Regions from separate parts of the Danio rerio genome. Here regions 1, 3 and 4 are each linked to region 2. Evidence: chromatin contacts called from public HiCAR-type data. All regions are on one chromosome and are shown on one strand. Each heading gives the region's core, a stretch centred on a gene start, on an enhancer-like site or on the middle of the called end of the contact. The rest is flanking DNA. Distances are from core to core; before and after follow the strand shown. Region 1 overlaps LOC141379122 (a long non-coding RNA gene). Region 2 has its middle 58 kb from the start of fam49al. Region 3 overlaps LOC141379124 (a long non-coding RNA gene). Region 4 holds the start of yars1 (tyrosyl-tRNA synthetase 1).

What was found. HiCAR-type assays count read pairs that join an accessible place to other places.
Region 1: a contact with region 2 is called in a HiCAR-type map of caudal fin, with 6 times the contacts expected there. The contact joins two enhancer-like sites. A contact is called at or near these places in 2 of 18 Hi-C or Micro-C datasets (embryo and skeletal muscle) and 1 of 4 datasets of contacts at active chromatin or transcription factors (caudal fin).
Region 3: a HiCAR-type map of caudal fin shows a contact between it and region 2, with 14 times the contacts expected there. The contact joins two enhancer-like sites. A contact is called at or near these places in 12 of 18 Hi-C or Micro-C datasets (caudal fin, embryo, fibroblasts and 3 more) and 1 of 4 datasets of contacts at active chromatin or transcription factors (caudal fin).
Region 4: a HiCAR-type map of caudal fin shows a contact between it and region 2, with 6 times the contacts expected there. The contact joins the promoter of yars1 here to the enhancer-like site in region 2. A contact is called at or near these places in 3 of 18 Hi-C or Micro-C datasets (caudal fin, hematopoietic stem cells and an unstated tissue) and 3 of 4 datasets of contacts at active chromatin or transcription factors (caudal fin, embryo and gastrula embryo).

Annotation. Positions count from the first base shown.
Region 1 is chr19:33,289,454-33,295,623 of GRCz12tu, reverse strand. The region is part of intron 4 of LOC141379122 (a long non-coding RNA gene); the gene reads right to left. Among named protein-coding and RNA genes, the nearest start is that of myclb, 13 kb to the right of the region's middle. Within about 2 kb of position 3,258, at least 10 of the 62 cell types and tissues checked have an H3K27ac peak or open chromatin away from gene starts, as enhancers often do. A contact at or near this core is called in caudal fin, where this site is marked.
Region 2 is chr19:33,159,742-33,165,635 of GRCz12tu, reverse strand. No RefSeq gene overlaps it. Among named protein-coding and RNA genes, the nearest start is that of fam49al, 58 kb to the right of the region's middle. Within about 2 kb of position 3,390, at least 3 of the 62 cell types and tissues checked have an H3K27ac peak or open chromatin away from gene starts, as enhancers often do. A contact at or near this core is called in caudal fin, where this site is marked.
Region 3 is chr19:33,310,257-33,317,062 of GRCz12tu, reverse strand. All of the region lies in intron 1 of LOC141379124 (a long non-coding RNA gene), which reads left to right. LOC141379122 (a long non-coding RNA gene) reads right to left here. Exons shown (of 8, transcript XR_012395120.1): 8 at 4,244-5,048. Among named protein-coding and RNA genes, the nearest start is that of mfsd2ab, 22 kb to the left of the region's middle. Within about 2 kb of position 2,237, at least 17 of the 62 cell types and tissues checked have an H3K27ac peak or open chromatin away from gene starts, as enhancers often do. A contact at or near this core is called in caudal fin, where this site is marked.
Region 4 is chr19:33,349,786-33,356,010 of GRCz12tu, reverse strand. It overlaps yars1 (tyrosyl-tRNA synthetase 1), which reads right to left and starts at 2,901. Exons shown (of 14, transcript NM_201316.1): 1 at 2,852-2,901; 2 at 2,499-2,569; 3 at 1,614-1,760; 4 at 821-996; 5 at 535-664. The coding sequence starts at 2,555. mfsd2ab (MFSD2 lysolipid transporter A, lysophospholipid b) reads right to left here. Exons shown (of 14, transcript NM_001003570.2): 14 at 3,890-5,538. The coding sequence ends at 5,487.

The sequences.
Region 1 (6,170 bases), core at 2,009-4,508, 130 kb before region 2:
TCGTTCTTCAAAGCTGATCCGAGAGTTGTTGTCATAGCAACAGTTCTGCTAGGTCAAACCTGATCGGGAGCAGGTTCAAATCATATAAACAGGATTAGATCGGCTCAGTTCAAGCAAAGATAATACAGAAAGTATGTTCCGAATTCTGATATTTTCTTACAGTAGTAGTTATATACACTTGGAAAAATGGTACATATTTTTTAACTATATATATATAAAGTTATAGTCATTAATAAAATAAATAAAGTTATACATATTATTAAAACGTATGCAATCTGCACCCTCGAAATGAAAGTACAAAGACAGTCACCTGGTGCAAAGAGAAAACTTATTGATATGAACTTTTTAGATCGCTTTAGTACAAATAGTGTATAATAGAAATGCAGAATATGTGACTTTTTTTTTTAAAGCAATAATACATTTATGCAGTCATAAACATGTTTTGATAGTTAATATGCCGGTGATTTGATGCTTCACAAAAGTTGCAGACCCCTTTACCAATATGAAAATGTTTTTGTAAACAACCAGTTATTCTTTACACCGATTAAAAAACGGCTACTATTATAAAGAAAATCTTTTCTAAACGTAGAACTAAATACATTTATTTGCATTGAAATGCATGATAAATACTCTTGTCTTGACAAATGAAAGTGTAAAGCCTGCAGCTCACAACAAATGTGGAAAGTTCTTGCGTGTCACATTTAACAAGCCGTTTACTGCTAATTTGATGTAATTTTGCTCACATGGATAATTGAATATTAATCAGATGATGTCATTACGCTGCTGTGCCGTCAGCCAATCGTTGCATTGCTGATCATGATTTCGAGGATCGATAGATCTGTCCTTCACAACACACGCAGCGATCTCAGATCAGTTTATCCAGACATTCTAATCTGATTCGCGAACTTGTTTGAAGAACCAAATTAGCGAGAGATCAGTTATCAAGATTAAAAGATCCAGGATCTGCCAAATCATCTTAGATCATTTAAGCGAGGTACGAAGAACGGACCCCTAGTCTCAAAAAAGTTTTAAAGCATGTTAGTTTCTAACATCAGTTTGCTTGTACAGCATGAATTACCTGTTATCTCATTATTAGCTTAGATTAGCATACTGTTAACATTATAAGAAGGTTGAAACCATACTTTAGAACATCGTTATAATGTTTTAACGTTGATAGCTTGAATTATTTCCAATTATTATTGGAAAACTTGATTCTGATTAGTCAGTCACGAGATTCCAAGGTATGACATTCTTAGATAACAACTGCTGAATTTAATAACACATGCTCATCTGGGTATCTGAAATCATCTTGACTTTCAGATTTGTTCACATTTATATTTATAGGCTTGTCTGTGTCGCCACTGTTTTTGACAACATAGGCTCATTTTGAAAACGTAGCCCTATTTAAGTTTCTGGAGATCACGAATTATGTAGCCAGAGCAACTTATGGCTGCATTTCATTTTTAAAATGAATGCTACGGGACAGTTTGACGCTCATCTCCGTATAGACGGCTTTCCCGCTGTTACCCGTTTGTCCAGTGGCTCGCCATTTACGTTGATGGACATTAGACGCAGAGAGGAGTTGACCACTATGACAGGGTTCGAGTGCGGCAAAGAATGGTTCCAGAGAGCAGGTAAGACAAAACAGAAGCCAACAATTAAATAACAGGGTGAGAACGTGGCAAAATCTGAAAACGTGGTAAATATTAGATGAGGGCCTTTCTTTGTCTGGTTTGTTTTTTAGAACTTTTAGGAAAGTGGGTGGCCGGGTAAATCTGTGCTTTTAAAAACACTATTGGTTAGGTTTAGGGAAGGAGGAGGGTGGGTCAGTTGATCGGTCAGTGAGTCATTCAGTCTACAGTGACCTCTGGTGGATTTATGTGAAAAGAGCAGGCATGAATGACACTCCCGAGAGAAATTTGAGATCTGAAAAGGCGTACACAGCGGCCTCTGGTGGATTCGCAAAAATAAAAACTGCAAAAAAACGTAGCTTTTGAGACGTATTTGGTGCTCTCCAGAAATCTATATAGGGCTATGTTTTCAGAATGAGCCTGGGTTGAAATATTCAAAAACAGACTGAAGGTCACTGTCAAGTATTGCAGCTGTTGCTTAAAATTGTCTTATGAGGTATGCTAGATATGCTTCATTCAGTTGTTTTCATTTCTGGCAGCTTTATGCTTAAACCTGTTGTTCTTTTTTCTGTGATAACCTCCTGGATGTACATTATACCTTACTTAATTCTTTAGTTTTTAACATGGCTAGCTCATATTTGCCATGTTTTAGCATATAAATCAACATGTTGATACCATAAATTAGCATGTTATTGTTAAAACTTGCTAACATGAACGGAACAATGCAATTCTTTGAGATTTTTCATAGTTTTAACTATTTATTTTATGAACACTTTAAGTGTGATCAGTTGAATAGCATGAAAATTCAGAACAGATCGAAGAACACTGTCAAGTATGGCGGCTGTAGCTTCAAAACGTATTGTATTAGATGTCTCATTCGTTTATTTTCTTCTCGGCTTAGTCTCCTTATTAATCAGGGGTCATCACAGCGGAATGAACCACCAACTTATCCAGCATATGTTTTACACAGCAAATTCTCCTCCAGTTGCAACCTATCACGGGGAAACATCCATACACACTCATTCACACACATACACTACAGACAATTTAGCTTATTCAATTCACTTATAGCGCATGTCTTTGGACTGTGGGGGAAAACGGAGCACCTAGAGGAAACCCACGTAAACACGGGAAGAACATGCAAACTCCACATAGAAATGCCAACTGATCCAGCACGCACTCTAACCAGCTGCCTTGCTGAACATGCTACCCTCTCCGCCACTGTGACGCCCTGTATTACATATCTATGGTAGAAGTTTTGTCTCAAATTTCTAAGATAAAGTAGCTTAGTAGTAGATTAGTATGTTGGCTTTCACAGTCAAATAATACTAATGCATCAAACAGAAAGATGTAGTGTAACTTTATATCTCTGCATCTCTTACTCATATGCAAATAGGCATTTCAGTGGAAGTATATCTAAACGGTCGAATAACTGCTGCTCACTTTGTTTATTTAGAAGCGTTTGCATTTCTCTCACTGTCAGATAGCAGTTATGAAATCTTTTCGCTCTGTGGCTGTTGTTGTGAAATGCACCACCTCTCTCTCTCTCTCTCTCTCTCTCTCTCTCTTTATCTATCTTTCCCTCTCGTTCTTTTTCAGTCTCTCTCTCTCTCTCTCTCGCCCAATTTCTGCTGCCAAGGTGCAGTTTGCAACAAGTACACGCCGTACCCAGAACTGAGCTGACAGTCGGCTTTCTCCCAAGGCTGAGTCTCAGAAGAATGCGGTAAAAAATCCCACACCCTTTCCAATTAATGAGCATCTATCAATCAAAGGGGCCACGTGACCCTCCCACTCACATTCAAACCCCGCTGGTCAATAGTGGCCGCTGGACAAAAAAGCCTCCACGCCCTGGACCTCTCGTCGGGCTGATTATATATTCATGAGAAGCGCAGGGTTTGATTTCAATTTCATTCTCTGACTTCAGTGCTAACATCACACATTCAAAGCCACAAATACAAAAGCAAGACTGGTGGCAAATTTGTGATTTACATACAGATGCTGCATCAATGACTTGAAACTGAATCAATGTGAGTTTGTTTTCGGATGCTGATTTTATTATCAGCAGTGACTCTTTCAAAAATCTGCAGTCAGAAAGTAAAAAATATTTATAGAAAAATACATTTAAAAAGATTATCACTTGGAAACATTTTTAGTTTTGATTATTAAGAGGTTTACGATTTCTAAAAAAAAAAGCAAGCAGTCACTGAAGAATAATCAGTAAACACTGAAAAAAATCTGGTTACCTTTAATTTTTAAGCTAAATCAAATTAACCCTTATGTGTCCAATGAACTTATATTATGTTAAACTGACTTAAAAGTGTGCGTAACTCATAAAATTAGAACATGCTTAACTTAGCTTAATAAGTTGTAATGAACTAAAAGCAAATGCTTTCATGACTAATTGATCATATAATTTTTTACAGTGTATTAATTGTAGAGAGTCATCATTACAATAACAAAACATACAACAATCCTGCAAAACAGTGCTGATTGTGGTAGAATAAAGCATCATTTCCATCCCATGTGTTCATGAGAATAAAAAAAGTTATTTACTTGGAAACTGGCACACATTTAGAGTAATAAAACATGTAAGTTGCTGCCAATCACTGTAGCTCTTTTTTCCCTCTATAATAAAAATAACTTGCAGCCCAGAACATGCCGATGACACACAATAACAAACTCTGTCATGTTGACTTGTGTTGATGCCTTATGTTTGGGATCACGGTCTTGTGAAACAGTTCTTGTAAAGGTAATTTAACCAAATCATTTTCATGACCCACTTTTGCACAGGAATTTGAGAATAAAATAAGTTCAGATAATGTGCATTAAGATAGTTAGTCTAGGGAAACTTTTGATGTTTTTAGTTTTTGGACTAAATTTTAGTAGTTCTAATTAATTGACGTAATTAAAAAATGTTAACAGGTTAACACTGTTGCGTCACAGCAAGAAAGACGCTGGTTTGAGTCCCGACTGGACCAGTTTGCATTTCTGTGTGGAGTTTGCATGTTCTCCCCATGTTGCTGTGGGTTTCCTCTGGGCGCTCCGGTTTCCCCCACAGTCCAAAGACATGCAGTATAGATGAATTGAATAAGCTAAATTCACTTGTGTGAACCCTGTACTGGGTTGCAGCTGGAAGGGCATCCACTGCATTAAATGTTCTGGATAAGTTGGTGGTTCATTCCACTGTGGCAACCCCTGATTAAAAAGCAGAACTAAGCCGAAAGCAAATGAATGAATGAATCATGAAACATTATTAGAATTGATTACAATTCATTACATTTGACAAAAAATAAATAGGAAACAAGTTTTACTCAGAATGTGTAATAATACCTTAAAGTAGAGACTACTGAGCATTATTTAGGTTATGATTAATAATTTGAGAAGTAACTTCCACTGCAAAATATAATATATTTATGTTACAGATCTGCATTTAAACTGAACCTTTGTTTTGTTAGGAAGATGCTTGAGTTTCTGTCATTACATCACATGATTTTTTCTCGCATATTATGAAATTTCTTGTCTTCAGGTTTTCATATAGTGAGGCGACATGCCAAGATCATCTTATACACATGTGTGTGCATGCCTGTACTTTGTATTTCTTATGTTGTTAAGAACAAATGTCCCCACAAGTATAGCAATACAAGTAAATTTTGACCTTGTGGGAGCAGCTTATGTTCACCAAGTGGAAAATGGCTCTTAAATCACGAACAATAAAGTATTTTGAAAGTTAGTTTATTTATATAGCACAGTGTTACAACACAACGTTGCAAAAAATGCTAAACACAATCACTTTAAAAAATCATATGATCCGTTAGTCATGACAACATATGTTTTAGTTCATTATAACATTTTAAAAACCAAGTTATTTGTGTTCTAACTTAATTTTATGAGTTATGCAAGCTGTTATGCAAGCTGTTTTAGTTAATTTAACGTAATGTATGTTCAATTGACTCAAAGGGTTCATTTGATTCAGCTTAAAATTAAAAGCAACCAGGATTTTTTTTACAGCGTACTAATTAAAATAACAAGTCATACAACACATACATAACATTTAACACATAAGACAAACCCCATTAAATTGTAAAATTGCTGATTGTTTTCGTTGAGGGTTGGGTTTAGGGGTAAGTTTGGGGTAGGGGATAGAATATATAGTCTATACAAATCATTAAGACTAAGGGGAGTACCATAAAGATAGCTGTACGAGTGTGTGGGTTGTGTGTGTGTCTTCTGTTGATTTTGTTTGATGCTGTTGCTGGAGTTGTTAGAAAAATCTCAAAAAAAGTCTGAACAGTCAAATCTTGTCCTTCAATTGCTAATGCGTCTAAATACACACGTTCATCTTTAAAACATTCTCTTTTCTCTTTTATTTTATGTAAATCTGAACTTTTGAAACTAAAATACATTTTTTTATTAAATTTAAATAAATAACACAAACTAGACTAATTTAGTTATTCTAATTTTATTGACATATTGTTATTCTTTAGTTGCTTTGTTTACTTCTCTGTTTACATTTGTAAGTTACACTGGATTGAAGCATCT
Region 2 (5,894 bases), core at 2,141-4,640:
GCGATGGTTTGTTCTGTAGACTATTGCAAAAATATATAGCTTAAAGGGGCTAATAATTTTGACCTTAAAATGGTTTTTAAAAAATTAAAAACTGCTTTTATTCTAGCCAATATAAAACAAATAAGACTTTCTCGAGAAGAAAAAATATTATCAGACATACTGTATGTTTATATATATATATATATATATATATATATATATATATATATATATATATATATATATTGGATGTGTACACTTGTTTAAAGGAAAGGAATTGTTATGTGTAATAATTCCCCCCCCCCCCCCCCCCCCCCCCCCATGGCATATACAGTATTAATGTTAGCATTGTTTTATTTGCACATTCTTTTTTTAATCATTTACAAAACAGTTTCATGTCATGCACTGCTGATTAGCTTTTGTTTCCTTAGCCACCAGCAAGCGTCCATGGTAATGTTTAGAGTCTGCTGTGTAGTTGTAACCGCTCTGTTGTTACAGTTGGTGTGGGTGTGGACAGTGCAGGTGGAGGTGATGACGGTTGGGGAATATAACCGCAGTTCATCACAGCCAAGATTTCCCTTCAACAATAGAAAAACAATACGTGCATTGCAACTATACCAGGGTTAAGGGAGAGCACTGAGAAACCTGCTAAAGGGTTCAGTTCACCCAAATATGAAAATTCTGCCATTTACTTACCACTCCACTTGTTTTAAAATAGTTTGAGGTTGTTGAACACAAAAGAAGATATTTTAATAAATGTTAAAAATGGGTAGACATTGACTCTATAAATATTTTTGTTTATTGGAAACAAGAGACCTCTAAAGGTTTAAAAAAACACTTAAGGGTGAATAAATGATGACAGAATTTACCTTTAAATGACCCATGCACACTTCCATCACCCCTATTAATAAACACTGCAGGTAACTTTCAGTTTGTTCAGTGCCCTCCAGATAGAAAACTTTCCCTTTCTTTCTTCCGTTTTCCCGCTTGATGTGTTACTGTACATTCTGCAATTGACTTACCACTCCACTTGTTCTAAAATAGTTTGAACTTGTTGAACACAAAATAAGATATTTTAATAAATGTTCAAAACAGGTAGATGTTGACTCCATAGTATGTACACTCACTGGCCACTTTATTAGGTACACCTTATTAGTTTCACATTAGACCCCATTTTGCTTTTAGAACTGCCTTATTCCTTTGTGGCATAGATTCAATAAGGTTGACTTCCTTAGAGATTTTGGTTCATATTGACATGATAGCATCATGCAGTTACGGCAGATTCACAGAGGTCACAGAAATCACAAAGGTGCTCTTAAAGGTGCTCTATTTGATTGTGTTCTGGTGGTTGTGGAGGCCATTTGAGTACATTGAAATCATTGTCATGTTCAAGAAACCAGTCTGAGATGATTCGTGCTTTGTGACATGGTTCGTTATCCTGCTGGAAGTAACCATCAGAAGATGGGTACACTTTGGCTATAAAAGGATGGACATGGTCAGCAACAACACTCAGGTAGGTCAGGTCAGGTCAGCACAAAGGTAGGCTGTGGCATTGACATGATGCTCAGTTGGTACTAATGGGCCTTAAGTGTGCCAAGAAAATATCCCCCACACCATTACACCACCACCAGCCTGAACTATTGATACAAGGCAGGATGGATCCATGCTTTCATGTTGTTGATGCCAATTTCTGACCCTACCATTGAATGTTGCAGCAGAAATCGAGAGTCATTAAACTAGGCAACGTTTTCAATCTTCTATTGTCCGATTTTGGTGAGCCTTTGTGAATTGTAAACTCCTGTTCCTGTTCAACCTTCATCTTTCTGAAGGTTCGACATGTTGTTTGTTCAGAGATGCTCTTCTGCATACCTCTGTTGTATCGAGTGGTTTTTTGAGTTACTGTTGCCTTTCTATCAGCCCAATCCAGTCTGGCCATTCTCCTCTGACCTCTGGCATCAACAAGGCATTTGTGCCCACAGAACTGCCACTTGCTGGATTTTTTTCTCTTGTTCTGACCATTCTCTGTAAACCCTAGGGATGGTTGTGCGTGAACATCTCAGTAGATCAGCAGTTTCTGAAATACTCAGACCAGTCCGTCTGGCATCAACAACCATGCCACGTTTAAAGTCACTTAAATCACCTTTCTTCCCCATTCTGATGCTTGGTTTAAACTGCAGCAGATCGCCTTGATCATGTCTACATGCCTAAATGCAATGAGTTGCTGCCATGTGATTGGCTGATTAGTATTTTGAGTTAATGAGCAATTGAACAGGTATACCTAATAAAGTGGCCTGTGAGTGTATATATATATTTTTTTCACTTCAAAGGCTTCCAATATTCTTCGAAATATCTTTTGTTTAATAGAAACAAGAAACGTATAATGGTTTTGAGGGTGGGTAAATAATGACAGAATTTTTCTTTTTCTTTTTTTTCTTTTGGTAAACTTTACCTTTAAATGACCCATGCACACTTCCATCACCCCTATTAATAAAACACTGCAGGTAACTGTCAGTTTGTTTAGTGCCCTCCAGATAGAAAACCTTCCCTTTCTTTGTTCTGTTTTTTCCACTTGATGTGGTGGAGGTGTTACTGTACATTCTCGTGAATGCTGGACCAGTTTGTGCACCTGCCAACGCACTAGATTCTCCATGAAATTACCTGTAAACTCTCCAAAACGCCAACAGCAGATCCCAGCTCCGCATGAGTCATTACAGGAGGGTGATATAGCATTCTTTCAAGTCTCAACGGACAGATCTGAGATGATGGACTGCCTGTGTCTGCACTGGGTCAGCACCGGACGTGTCTAGACAAGTCAGCTTAGTTTATGATGGGGCAATCAGTCACTGATCAAATATTTAGTTTCAAATGGATGCAAGTGTTGAGCGTACAAAAACATTTATTACACCTATGAATAATGCAGTGAGCTGTAGTTTGTTCAGTTGTGATTACCATAAGGGTGCATTTCAGGACAAACTGGTTGAGTTATTGCGTAGTTAGGTTAATGTGTCAGAGCGACACAAATATGAACAGAACCTGTAATATTTTGCGGATCATTTAGAAAAGATTCAGTCTTGACTTTAATATGCGTTTTAATTTGCGTCTTTGCTCTATTCGCTGTGTTCCAATAATAACCACTCACACCTGGTCTCTCATCACCTTTGTGTTTTTCTGGCCCAGATTATTGCAGCTTTTTTTTTATTGCATTAATATCCACTAGAGCATCTTCAAACTCACTGGGGCTTTTGCAAAGATGTGGTAATATTTGTGTACGGGTGATATATGTGGGTGTAAATGTTTTAATAAGAGCTGAAATGGAGCTATAAAAATTTTAGGGCCTCTTGAGTCTTGATGTTAAGGTTGTGGATGTGGACAAGAAGGCTCGATTTTAATGCTTTGCTGCCGCCTTGTGGTCGAATGTCCTCTTTTACTTTTGTAGTGCATCTGATTTGTAGTGCCGGTGTCTTACCTTGTCAGATTGTCCTACCTCCCATTCAAAAAGTAGGTAGCACATTTTGATCAAGCAATATGCTTTTCATGAGATTTTGCTTTCATTGTAAATTGTAATGTGGACAGGAGTAGTGTGATATAAATCTGTAATATCGCCCTAACCTACCTAATCCCGAACCCCATTCTCAGAACCATTCAAATACAGTGTTAGTAGCATAATCTGACGAGTAGGAGAAAATGTCAGTACACCGGTCATAACAAAAACACATGAGTTTTTACAAATTTAAGATGGAATATATTGAATAAATTATCAAATAATAGTAATGCTATTTTAAAATGCTAAACCCTATTCCTGCTGCCAGACATGCCAACATTTTTTCCAAGAAGAAAGCAACGTTTTTATTATCCTTAATGATTTCCTCTTGAAGGGTTATATAAAATTATATTCTGTCATCATTTACTCATCTTTAACTTGTTTTTGATAAAGGTATCCGTTGACTTCCATAGTATTGTTTTTTTTTCCTACACTCAGAAAAAAAACGGTGCAATGTTGTACCAAAGAAGGTATAAACCCCTGTCACAGTGGCAGTACCTTTTTTATGGTACAGAATTGTACCTAAAGACAAAGAAACAAATTTGTATCATTGCAGTTTCTTCCTTTAAGGACATGATTGGTACTATAGAAAACCAAACTGTACCTTTAGTTTTTAAAACCTGCAGATATGATATTGTACCATCATCAAAGATACTAATCTGATCCATAAAGGTACCACTACAGTGTTAAGACACAAACATTTATTTAAAATGTCCTAAATGCTTAGTTTACGACACCAATAGGTTTGTTTTACCAGTTGTTTTGTTTTATAGAACTTAATAATTAATGTTTGAGTTTCTTTAAACATATATTTTTAAATGATGATTCATGTTTTATTACGGAAATTATTCATAAATCACTTTGCCTTTTCAGTCATATTTATTTTCATAGGTATTGTAATAGAGGAGTTGTTCTACACATTTGTACCTTTCATAAGAACAATTGTGTACCTTCATTTCAGTTGTACCATAAAAGGTACAGAACAATATCGTAAGAGGTATTTTCTGTAGCTTATAAGGTACAATTTTTACAAAGGTACAAAACTTCCTCAAGCAACATTATTTGTACCAACTGTACCTTTTTTTCCGAGAGTCTACTGTAGAGGTAATGGTTACAAGTTGTCAGCATTTTTCTAAATATCTTCTTTTGTGTTTAACAAAAGAAAAAAAAACATAAAGGTTTTAAATAACTTGTGGGTGAGTAAACAACATTTTTGTGAACTGCCCCTTTAAAGGGAAATAAAAGGTAGAGAATATGCTTAGCTTTTGTCATTACATTTATATCTTTTGATAAGCTATTCAGTTTCTCTCTTTGTGTGAACGAAAAAAGATATAAACTCATTATTTTAAGGAGAAATATTTAAAAAAAAAGATACTGAAGTGGAAAAAGTATCCATATACATTCCTGAATAATGTTGTTAGTATAATAATTGTGTTTTGTTTTTCAAAAGTTGAGTTCACATTTTCAATGTTTGGTTTATCCTTTCTCTTTTGTTCGGATGCTATCAGCACAGCAGTAGTGTCATGACTGTTGCAGACATTATTTTATTTAAAAAAAAAAAGATAACATTTTCACTATATCTATGTATATATGATGCCTCTAAGTTCATTTATAAATAATTAATTGACCTTGTGCTATACTATGTTCCCTTTTACAAGTATTTTTATAAAATCATCAGGTGTTTTTGGTCTGCAAAGTTCCCCCAAAGTTCTCGCATATATCATGGGTTATACTGTGAGGGAAGTAAGTATTGAACATGTCATATATTTTCCTGGGAATAATATTTCTAATGGAGCTGTTCATATGGAAATAAACCAGATTTTGGTAAAAACCCAAACAATACGAACATAAAAATACAACAAAAATCTGAAAAATGAGTGATGTGTAATAACAATGGAATGACACAAGTACTGAATAACTGAAACACATTTAATACTTTATATAAAAGGCCTTTTTGGTGATGCAGCTGAAAGATGCCTCTCATATGGAGAATGAAGCATGATGAATGATGCATTGCTCGGGTGTGAGTTGTCACAGACTTCAACAGAGTGTAAAAATCTAGATGGTTCTGCAGGTCTCGTCTATCAAATCTGATCTTTAATTTGTAAGTCAGGTGATTGGCTGGGCTATTCTACAGCTTGATTTTCTTTCTCTGAAAGTATTTGAGAGTTTCCTTGGCTGTGTTTTGGATCATTGTCTTGCTGAAATGTCCACCCTGGTTTAATCTTCATCATCCTGCTAATGTAGATGTTCCACTGAAGCAGCTTGTATTCATTTACAATGACGAAGGGTAGAGGGTTGCTGAAGAACTACTGGGAGATTTCAACTGATGTCTGGGCTTTCACTGCCTTTCTACACCTCTCTCTCCTCATGT
Region 3 (6,806 bases), core at 988-3,487, 150 kb before region 2:
CTGATAACTGATTTATTTTATTTTTGCCATGATGACAATAAATAATATTTCACTAGATGTTTTTAAGACACTTCTATACAGCGTAAAGTGACATTTAAAGGCTTAACTAGGTTAATTATGTTAACTATGCAGGTTAATTAAGTGTAATTAGGCAAGTTATTGTAAAACAATGGTTTGTTCTTTAGCCTATCGAAAAAATATATAGCTTAAAGGGGCTAATAATTTTGACCTTAAAATGGTTTTTAAAAATATAAAAACTGCATTTATTCTAGCCAAAATAAAACAAATAAGACTTTCTCCGGAAGAAAAAATATTATCGGACATACTGTGAAAATTTCCTTGCTCTGTTAAACATCATTTGGGAAATATTTTAAAAAGCAAAGAAAATTCAAAGAGGGTTAATAATTCTGTCTTCAACTGTACGTTTGCCTGAAGTTTCTAAAAATGTTTGCTATGAGGCGTTATATCATTTTGGAGGGTGTTTCTGGAGTGGTCAGTTTTCTCGATAGCTTGTCTTGTACAGTGTCATTCTTAGGATTCATAGTGAACTGGGTTCAAGCTGAGTGTCATATGGTTCCAGAAACTAGGTAAAAAGCACTGTAAAATCATGGTGAAAACCTCTCTTGTTTGCTTTTGAAAACATCGGTTGGGTTTGGATAAGGGGAATATGCATGACAAGCTGGCCGGCTTCTTAAAGATGCGTATATGAGAAGGACATATAAATGCCACATTTGAGAAAATATAGCACAGTAACGTTTTGGAGATTTCCAAAAATGTAGACAATGCATTTGGTGGATTGTCAACATAAGCTGCAAGGAAACGTCACCAATGCAATGTGTTTGCAAAAATGTAGCCCTGTGCTTGTTTTCCCAATGAGTTGAAATTAGTTATTCTTTACTTGTTCCAAGTGATGATGTGAATGCATCCAGGAAAATTATCTGAGAGGAAACTAGTTTTTAGTGTTACCATATATTAGTTCTTGTTACTACCCATGCAAAAGACACTATTAGCTTTCTGTACATAAATGTAACACATTAGAATATGGATCCGTTGTTTCATATAGTCTCCAGCTGCCCAGTCAATGTTCACTTACATCACTATAGTTCCTATTGCGTTAAGATAGACCAGCGTAATCTCACAGCAGTTAACTTTTTGATTTAGTGGCTAATTTGCATTCATGTGTACAATCTCATTTGTACATTTTAGTATGACTTGCTCATCCCATAATGAGGGCTAGTGTTGGGGAGGGCTTTGGGGCCACACTTCATTTTAAAATTCATGTCATGTTTGAACAAATTACTCTTCTGACCATATGTAAAATTATGTTTCCTTGTGAGATCATGCTGGATTGACCCAACTCTGAAAGGTAAACACATTTAGTCCCACTGTTTCAACACTTTGTCAATTGGTCAATGTTTTTCCTATTCACTGGCTTGCTTGCTTGGATTGGGATTGTGGAGCTGTGCACCGATGAATTCTCTCTTCAGTGTTTAAACTTTCAGCAGTGAAATTTAAACCACACTAAACTAAACTAAACTGAACTTTACTAGAACTTCTATGTTAAGCGGCTTTGACACAATCTAAAAGGGCTATAGAAATAAAGATGAATTGAATTGATGGAGTTCCTGTAACTAAGAGCATTGCCAAAAAGGTTCTATTGGACCTAGAAAAAAGTTAATCTGGTGCAAAAGCCCCTATAAAGCAATTTACAATGGTGTCAAGAATCAAAGACCTGAAATATCCATTTTATAACACGATCATGTCAGACCCCACACAGAGTAAAAGTTTAGGCTGGTTGTAAGAAACTCCTTAGAGACCAAAGCAAAAGAAGCAGGTCTTTGATGAAAGCTGATAGACAGATGAGCAACTCCAGCTGTCCAGATCCCCTAGGCATCGGTTTACAGCAGCCTAAGTGCCTCCCCAAGAGATCCAAAGCAAATGCACGCAGGCCCCACTACCCTTTAACATACAATATGATACACCACATACTGTCCTCATATCAGCTCTGTTTTCATGCAGCCACACACTCATGTAGACTCACACAGATCTCGCTGTTCTTTCTCCACACTTCATTTTATTGCTTTTATGTCAGAATTGCAGGGCAGTAAAACACATGCCCTCCCCGCAGATGCTCAAACAAACTCATGCATGCTGAAGCAGCTGATTCTCTGTCTCTCTCCTCGGGGGGCTCTGCTGGTGCCAGACCCAACGGCTGAATGTTGTAATGCTGTTATTCTCTAGCACTTAAATGCCTCAGCTGTCGAAAAAATTCATGCCGCCTGCCAAACATCCTGGGCCTAGTACAAACTTCGGGGATGTTTTAGTAGCGATTTTTTTGTCTGTCTTCTGACCTCTGCTGTCTAAATCAAGCAGTGTTTGCACTGAAAGATATATTATTTTATTCATTCATTCGCTCATGCAGAAGGCCGGCAGCCAAACCTAAACCTACAGGACGTGTAACAGAGTAAGAAAGAAACAGCACAATTGAAAGCTGTAACATAAATCACAGTTGTTTCTCCAAGACCATGGTAACATTAACTGCAAAGGAAATTGACATCTGCAAAAATTAATAACCTATCAGATTTTTCCTCTGGTAAAAAAAAGGTTTCTCCTCGTGTTTCTTTATTTTAGACTACATCATCGGTTTTGCTATAGTTAAACTCAGATTTGTCTGCTTTTAAGCGACTCAGGATTCAAAATGTCAGTATAAACTCAGCATTTCTTATAACAGTTTTTATTGATCACAAGATTTCAGCTTGAGGTTTTCAGACTATTGATGCTAAGAATGCTAAATTAGTATTTAGGATTATGCTTTTTAAATGTTTATATAGCCATAAATATTACATTTTATTAATGTGTTAGTAAATAATATTTAAAGGGCACCTATGAGGAACTTTTGCAAGCTTTTTGGACAGAGCTGTGTGTAGGTATAGTGTGTCCACAGTGATACTGGAGTGATATAAACACAACAAGTCTCTTTTTTATTTCATGGAGTTAAAATAGGACCATTGTGGTATAGGAGTGCAGTTTTCCGCGCCCACCGAATTGATTGACAGGCAAAGAAACTTAAAATATTTCTTCCAACTCTCTGTGATTTTTATTAGTTAAAAACTTTTTTAAAAGAGAGCATGTTTGTAATAAAGGCAGTAAAATCGATATGCAATTCTTAACCATTATAATCACCACGGCTGCATGGTATCAGTAAATGCTAATATGTCTGTGTGTGCTTTACCGCAAACAGCATTTATGTAAGACTCAGAAAGGTTTGAAAAAACTCCACCACAAATACATGAAACTTACTTGGCATTTGTTGACTAATGAGTTGCATTTTAGCTTCATCTGTGTCTGTATCTATCACTGACTGCTGTTTATCTGACTTAATGCATGATGAGAAGCAGACATGCATGTGGGAACGGTGAGCAAGGAGAAGCAGCTCATTTGCATTTAAAGCCACAGGCTACAAAAACCGCTACAGTATACAGACACAAAAATGGGGAGATTCTGGAGGCTTTAAATAATCTGTTCATTTTGACCTGAAACTATACAGACACATTTTGGAGACAACAAAGGCTTATCTTACATCTTGGAAAAGGGGTAAAATAAGTGCTCTTTAATGGAACTGAACTAACAAGAAATATTATATTACCTAATTTTAAAAATGTAACTTGCATGAAAATAATGCCTTCCTGAGATGTAAGGGCGGCAAATTACTTGTCATTTTTAAAAGTGTTAAACACACTAATGAACAAAGGTCAAAAGCTGTCACTTGGGCGGTACCATTTAAAATATTAAACTTTTATATCTTACAGGGGCACATAGGGACCTTAAAGTAACATTTTTTAACCTGTAGGGTATACTTTTGTACCTTTAAGGTACTATGAAGTACACATTTGTACTTTTTACTGTACAAATGTGGACCTTTTAGGTGTAAGAGTGTACCTTCTGAAAAGGTACTGCTTTACTGATAGCTTTTGTAGTGAATGTGCTATGAAGATAATGAAAAATCATTATTTAAAAAAAATAATAATAATGGCTATGATTATCAATATTATTATTATCATTTATTATAAAAATAAATCTTAGACATATTCTTAAACATATTACAGACACCACCAAGGGTTTGGTTTCAATAGACTATTTTTAAGGATGTAAACAACACTAAATATATATATATATATATATATATATATATATATATATATATATATATATATATATATATATATATATATTTTTTTTTTTTGCTCGTTTAAACTACTTATTTACGTTAAGCTAAAACAAGACAATTCTTGAGATTTCATTGGGACAACTTAATTGTTTATGTTCAATCCACATAAATTTGTTAAAAGTGTTGACAACAAGCAGGAAATGCTTATGGGCCAATGACATCACCACATAGAAATGGTTTATAGATTTTATTCCAAGAACTAATAGTTTTATAATCTGTGTACTTGATTGGTATGTAATCATTTGTCTCGTTTGCGTCGATATTTGATCTCTTAAACAGAATTTGTAAAAGAAACATCTACACTAAAGATGACACCGGAAGTAAACATAATCGAGAGCTCCATTAAGGAAAAAGAGCAATACCCTTATTTAAACTACATCAGATGATCTGAAACACAAGTGTTTGAGTGTTGCTCTTTACAGCTGTTGTGCAATTAGTTTTACTTTAATGGATTTATAAGTGGACAGAAGGTCCTCTCCTCCACCTCTTCCTGTGCGGGATGAAAAATGCTTTGATCAGCTAGAGAGGGACGGCTAAGTTTATGTGATAGAGTGCAGGAAAAGGAGTGTTTGTGTGTATAGGGTCTACAGATGTGTGTATGTGTGTGTGTGTGTGTGTGTGTGTGAGGGTGAAAAGTTGCAAAGGATCAATCACGCTCATTGACAGGTGTTGTCCAGGATGAAGGCTCACCCGGGGATCCCCCAGAGACTCATACAGTGGTCCATCATGCTGCTGGCAGAAGGGGCTGATGGGATGCGCTGACCAGCCCATCTGTCGGGACATGGACATGACACGTATGGCTGCACATCCACACTTACTGCTATAATGAATAAGAAAAATCACTTCAGAACACCACATAGGCCTGAATGCCATTTATTCATTCATTATTTTTTTTGCATTCTTAGCATAAAGCATTTATTTTAAATATAAGGTAAAGCAAATATGATGACAAACCCTAATTTGGGCTTGAAATTGGACAGCTAATGGTTGAAATATTTCAGCAAAAGCAACAAAATGTTTTGAGATTTTAAAAGCTTTTTTTTTTCTCAGAGAAACAATGTAAGCAAGATTTTAGCATTTTGCATGATTTAAAGGTGCTGTATGTAAGTTTTTGACTCTTCTAAAGTATAAAAATAACATAATATGTTTGCAGACATTTAAGAAACATGCCACGTAAACATTCTTGTTTATCTGAAAAACAATGCTAAAGTCAGTTATTCAGCTTTGAAAATGTGTTTTCTGTGCCGTAACACCTGTCCGTCTTTGCCTTCATGAAAAATAACATATTTCAATCATTTAGTCAGGAGGGCAACCAAAGCATGTGTCTGTAACTGAAACGGACTCTGCATTATGTGACTCCAAAATGAGTCTCGGGTGGTAAATTAATTAGCAAAGAATATACATATTATGAGTGTAAATATTAGGGGAGCAGGTTACATTGTAACCCCGTGTCCTAACAACATGCTATGTGAGGACATTTGCAGTGATAAGCAATTTGGCTGTTTGCACCAGACGAAACACGACAAAATTTAAATACAGCCATATGCACTCACTCAGGAAATGGTAAAGTTCTTAATGTTATAAATACATATTAAACCTCTTTAACATTATTATGTGTACATGCTAAATCAGTGATATGTGTTGGTTTGCATTATTTCACAGTTCTAAAGTTCCATTTCAAATGGTTTATTTTATTTTTAAGATCTGAGGTAAACGATCTGCTGTTGCTTTCTGTAGTATGGCAATACATGTCATATAAAATGCCATTCAAACTCACTTCATTAGCATTTAACACTGAATAAAGCACATAAGATGTACCTGAGGTAATCATTGTCAGTTTTCTGTTGTTCACCTGTGAGAAGGAGAAGCCGTTTCTAATATATCAATTCGAGGTGTAAGAACAAAAACTCTTTTTAATATAGTAAAAAAAATTCTATCGTGTGCTGTTGCTTTCATTTCGAGCATGATTCATTTCAGCCTTGTTGGTCCTCAATCTGGCAACTTCAGCATGTGTTTGTTTTGATCCAGGAATGCAATACCTAGTTCAACCACTGGGTGTCAGTCTTAGGCCCCGTTTACACTAGTGCGTTTTAGTTTTAAAACGGCGTTGTACAATGAAAACGATCCGCGTCCACACTCGCGTTTTACCCAGCGTTTTATGAACAGCTCTCCGTCCACACCAAAACGCTGAAAACGCACATCACGTGACCACACAGACACTCTCGGGCAAGCGCTCCAGCATTTCTACCCAGATGAGAGCTCTGCTTGTCGGACTGCTCATCAAGCATCTCCCGCTGGATCTAATCTCACTATATTTGCTGAACGTGATATTTCATTCATGTTGTTGTTGACATAGGCCAATTCCCTGACTTTGGTCATTGGAATCTATTAAGTTACTTGTTCACGGGTAACATGTTTTGGTTAAGCGCAAAGATAAGTTAAGGATTAATCCAGGTACATTGACTGATCGCTTGCCTTTATTTCCTACAATGTATAAACGTATTGTATGTCATACTTTTATAATTATCGATTATTAAAACTGATATTTAGCAAAAGAGAGGGTGCGTTTCGTATTTTC
Region 4 (6,225 bases), core at 1,652-4,151, 190 kb before region 2:
AATTAATGCCATCTCGACTTGTAATACTGCGCTCACGACATTTGTCAATGAAATAACACCACAGGTAGTTGGTAGATCTGTGTAAAAAAGGCCTGCCACCACAACTGGAAAAATCCTATAGGAAACACTAAATATTGTTTATAGCAAAACATGATGGTGCAATATATCGTACCATGGATATAGTGACAGGCCAAACTAAACGCAGAGTCAATGTGTCAAACCTTTTCACAATTTAGGTAATTTTTATCTTGTAATATTAGCAAGCTGAATTTTAAGTAGCATTAGTTCTGTTTTCCGCATTACACATTCCTTCAAATTAAGCATCAAATGTTTTGTGGAAACTTTGGTGATTATTTTATAGACTCAGAACAGAATGTGTGAGAATTTTAATAAAGTAAGTTAAAATATATATACAAGTTCTAAAAATAATAACAATCATTTTAAAAAAACTGAAAAAAGAATGAAGAGATGTTTTTAAGAGCTGTTTTAATCCTTCAGTAGGTGACAAAGATGGGAAAAACCCAATCTGCATACCTGTAGTCCAGGATACAGCAGACCACTGAGAAGAGGATGCTCAACCTGTTTGACCACCTCTGCCCCTGCTTTCTTTGCATCGTGTTCAGTGACCATGGATGACAGTCGGTAAACATCCAGAGTGTATTCTCTATAACAAACCAACCATGACATTTTCATTTATTCTTTTTAACAAAGCAACCACAGACAAACCTTATACATGCATGGTTAAAATACATTTCTTATTCTATGGAATAAACCTGAAATATCCGTAAAACAAATTTTCAGTCAATCATCATCCGGTTACCTGCTGAGCTGATAATCTGTGCCTTTGACAAATTTGAGTTTGTCAAGAGGAACTCCAATGCTCTCCAACATGGCCTTGATGACCTGCTCATAATACTTCACCCGGAGCTCCAGCAGCTCCCAGGGAGCCTTCATGTTATCCAGATAAGCATGGAGATCAGCAAAGAGGATGGTCACCTTGAGAACAAATGGACAAATAGGTATGAGAGGGGCAAAGATGTGAGATCACATTTTTGTAACTTATTCACGTGACCTTTACAAACAATTTCACATGAAAGCATCTTAAAAGTATAGTTCAAAAACAAACTAAAATTCTGTCATTATTTACTCATCCACCAATAATTCCAAGTCTGTTTGAGTTTCAAACACAAAGGACGATATCTTTGGAAACTGAAAGCCACTGAATTTTTTATTACGGTAAATGTTAATAAATACAGCTTCCAATTTTCTTTAAAACATTTTTCTGCATATTCAGCAGGAGCAAAACCAAAAAGCAACCCACAAATAGAAGGTTCCCATAACCTATAATGTTTGGAACCGCTTAGCACTGTGATCCTCAAATATGGTTTTAGTCATTTCTTTCATCAAAAAAAGTAACAAAAAAAGGAGACAGTATTAGACTGTAAAAAAACTGTATTAGCCTACATTGACTGATAATTGAAAACATCCATCATTTCTTACCCAGAAACAGCTATATACAGATCCCTAATTCCAGCAATTAAAAATGATCTTTAAAAAGACAAATAAGTTACTAAATGCTCATTCAGAACAAATACATAGTGCTGAATACAAACCTCACAGCCCGCCTTCAGGAAGTCAGCAATTTTTGACATGGGGACAAAGTAAGCAACATGGGGTTTGCCTGTAGTCGCTGTTCCCCAGTAAACCTTCAGTTCCCGCTCCTTCAGGATCTCCTTCAACCTCTCCTCACCAAGAACCTCCTGAGAAAACATCGAGGTAAAGTTGGTTTTATATTCGCACATTTGTTAAGTGACAACTTGTGACACGCTCCCTATATTGTTTACCATAGTACAAGTATGACTTCAAAACAACACTATCGCTATTTATTTGACTGAACAATGCTGTCTATATTGGCGGAAACTATATTATTAAGGAGGCAACACGGTGGTACAGTGGGTAGCGCTGCTGCCTCAAAGCAAGAGGGTTGTTGGTTTAAACCCCGGCTGGGTCAGCTGGCAATTTTGTTTAAAGTTTGCATCTTCTCTAAGTATTAGCGTGGGTTTCCTCTGGGTGCTCCGGTTTCCCCCACAGTCCAAAGACATGCACTGTAGGTGAATTGAATGAGCTAAATTGACCGTGGTGTATCTATGGGTGTTTCCCAGAGCTGGGTTGCAGCTGGAAGGAAATCCGCTGCGTAAAACATTGGCTGGACAATTTGGCAGTTCATTCCACTGTGGTGACTCATGATTAATAAAGGAACTAAGCCGAAAAGAAAATTAATGAACGAATGAATGAATATTATTAAGGAGAACGTGAGAAAATTAAAACCAACTTTACCTCAAAAGAGAAAACAACAGGGTGTGACAGCTCATGTACTCAAATGAAGATGAAACAAAAACTATTTTTTAAATGTATTTCCGTATATTCTTTTGATAATATTCTTAAAATGTTAACTAAGTTTTTAGCTCATAGCAAACAGAAAATAACACGTTTGTCACCTGAAGGTTTCTGGTGATGAGCTGGAACTTCTCATCAGGACTCAGCTGCTCTCCCATGATGTCTGCTGCTTCTGTGCAAAATAAGGTATTATAAGTGTATATGTCAAGTAATAGACATACACAGAACTTGTCATTTCGGTAGAAACTTTGTGTCACGATTGACGTTTTTACGATCTCAATTCTTCAGTGACGTCTGTAGTGAATGAATCGCTGAGCTGTCTAAAACAGAGTGCTAGAAACACTGCAGAGCGGAAAATGTGTCGGTATAAATGTGAATATTATGTTTATAAATCGTCAGTGATAATAACCATAACAAAATTTTGATATTCATAATAAGATGCATTATATCTCACCGGTGGTCGCTGAGAAACGTGTGTGCCGGTGACAGGCTGTTCCGGTTGAACCAAGATTTCATCACGTGTATCATAATAAAAGCCACATCTAATATAAAAGTTTAATTAAACTTCAGTTAAAATTGTATAGACATATTTTTAAAAATATCTAATTATTTATAATTTTATAAATGCACTTAAATACGTATTATATAACAGTTTTTAACATATTTTGCCTTGTAATGGCAGTATTGCATCAGCTCTGAACAATAAATTGTCGAGCAATCATCAGCAGGACGAGTAATCGAGGGACGATCATTAAGCTGCTGTCGAATTTTCTCCTCCAGGAGGCGCCCCAACTCTAAGGGAACTTTTTTTAATATATTGCTTTTTAATATTTAATAAACTTTTTAGTTCATACTGACAGACTCAGTACCAGTCTTCGTTCTGTTTTAAAAATTAATATTGATAAAATGACAGGAGGGCCTAGTTTGTTTCTAAAATGTCGTCGCCGGTAACCTAAAAAAGCGTATATCTTTCCCGCTCAAACAGGTTTGTATAACGCCATTTACTTTTACGAATATAAAATGTTATTTTATGTCATTATATAAAAACTGAATGTGTACTATACACCATCTAGTATCGTGTCAAATATTAAAAATAAGAATATATGCCAAACATTTATTATATTTTTATTCAGCCAATCAATAAATGAATTAATCATTACCGCAGTAATAAATAATACAAGTTTATCTGTCTAGAATTAGATAGATAGATAGATAGATAGATAGATAGATAGATAGATAGATAGATAGATAGATAGATAGATAGATAGATAGATAGATAGATAGATAGAAAATAGAGATAGATAGATAGATAGATAGATAGATAGATAGATAGATAGATAGATAGATAGATAGATACAGACAGATAGACAGTAAATAGATAGACAGATAGATAGATAGATAGATAGATAGATAGATAGAAAACTAATTTATTCATGTTATTTCTTAAGCGTTTTGAAATTGTATAGGTGGAAAATTAGAAAAGACACAATGATCTTTTAATATCAATTACCATTTATTAACGACTATTTCCATTGTTTCTTTTAAATAACTACACACACACACGCACACACACATTTAGGATTCCATCCAAAATATATATATATATATATATAAAATCTATGTACAAACATCAGCACATTTATTATTTACAATAACTGTATTTTTGATATCAGAATGCGGAAATCTTGACAGATAACCACAAACTGGGGTTAATGAGAGCAATCGAAATGTCACAGTTACTGCATCAATACAAAACTGACATGTTAGAAAACAGTATTAATCAGAAACATGCAAAAAAACTGCACTGATGCGAGTTCAATGTGCATCAAATGTACATATGTATAACATACAACACTCGTATATACACAAATGTTATTTACAAATAATTCCATTTTCCCCCAAAAGATAGAAAATGAAAACAGGTTTATGTACATATTTCACAGCACGTACACATTTGTAGGGAACACTTGGCATTCAGATCTTTGACACTTAGTTACAGGCTGAGAACCAACATTAATACTATACAATAATAAAAGCACTAGACTAGACGGTGAATCAAAACGATCAGACCAGAAATCAAATACATTTAACACCTAAACAAACAGTAGTGTCACCTGTAAACACACTGGTTGGCTGTTCCATAGGAATTAATGGCATAATAGATATAATTCAGCAGTGACAGCTCTACCCTAATTGCCCTTATTTTATGTGACAGGCCCTTAAACAAGATAAATTAAGGAAGATGAGAGAAAAAGACAATCAAATCAACATATGATTTAAAAGAAAAGTAATAAATACTTAAATAATCTTCACCTCTCACCAGAAGGAATAATCATACATTTCTAGCCCACACATTCTGATGGCGTTCATCTAATTTAAAGCCTCAGCAGTACTTTAGTGGATATTGATCGATCTAATTGGAAGGTGTTGAGGGATCAAATTTGTACACTTTTCCCTCAGCACATCCCTCTGTACGCCCCACGAAGATGAAAAGGAAAGTAATACAAGAAGAAAAAGGTGGTAACTTTGTGTGCAATACTACAGTTTGATGTAATCAAACCCCACTTGGTGTCATGGTTTCAAGTATGCTCATTTAGTTAGAAGCACAAAAGCATTTATAAATATTAAATTACATACAAACATTGTAGTGTACAGTTCACAGATATTCCTTCCAAAATGCACTTTTCAAATCAGATTGAAAAGCATTTTTGGTTTTAGCACCTAAAAACCTTTGTAAATGTTTCAAGTCTCATCTAAAAGGTAGATATGTCCCACCTCGTCATTTTCTTAGTGCAGTATATAGATGTGTGCTTTTCAAAAGCTGGCTTTTTTTGTTTTTAACCAGTAAGCAGGACAAATCCTGGCAACACGTACAAGCCGACTCCATAATAGTTCTTGCAACTGAAAATGGCAAGGCACATTGAGCTTGAGCTGGCACAGGCTATGTTTCCAGTTGATCCATATTTGTGATGATGCTGGAAGATTTCAGCCACAAGGCATGGTTGGTTCAGAGTATTCGCTCTGGTTTGTTCCAGCTCTGTTGGTCCAACTCAAATGGCACAATGTCCCGTCCAGGGTTTTTGGTGGTATTAAACCACATTGAGCTCAGTGGAGTCCGTTTCTGAATCCATCTCGTTTTCTCTGTAAAAGAGCCACACAGGTCAGAGTTAGGCAAAATTAAAGAATCACAGCCCCCCCAAAAAACAAGAATGCTACTAATCAGATTTAAACGTTTGAATTTACAGTTTTGAGAATGTTGAGCAGGCTCAAGTTAAGCAAGACATGTGACTGGAAGAATGGAAGCCCGACATATACTTTGTTTTACAGTAAAAGCTAGTATACAGTTGAACACAGTGTAGCACTGTTACTTGACATGCACATTACAAACATTCCTCTTCATCTAAAAGGAAATGAGCATGCACAGAGAATGACTTTGCAGTGCTTTATTCGAAACATGCAAATATCTTTTAGTTCTCTCAATCTCACACTCATCAAAAAGTATGGCCATTATTTTTGTTGTTACAAAGCAAAATCCTCTGAGTAAAATGTACTCAGTTCAGAGAGTATTTGGTCCCTCTTTAAATAAAGACAAACGGGTTGAGAATAAGTCGCTGTTTGTGGAGTTGCTTATTGATCGAGTAGATCCTCTGCTGAGATTTTGAGAGATTTAATGCATTAAATTTCAGCTGATTTCTTTTAAGGCTGTGACTGAAATTAGTTGTAGGTTTAGGTTTCTTTTCTGTATTTCTGCATATTAACAGCAGGCGTTCACCATCAGTGCTCAATCAACACCTAATTAATCCTTTCATTAATTTGAGTAACTCAATT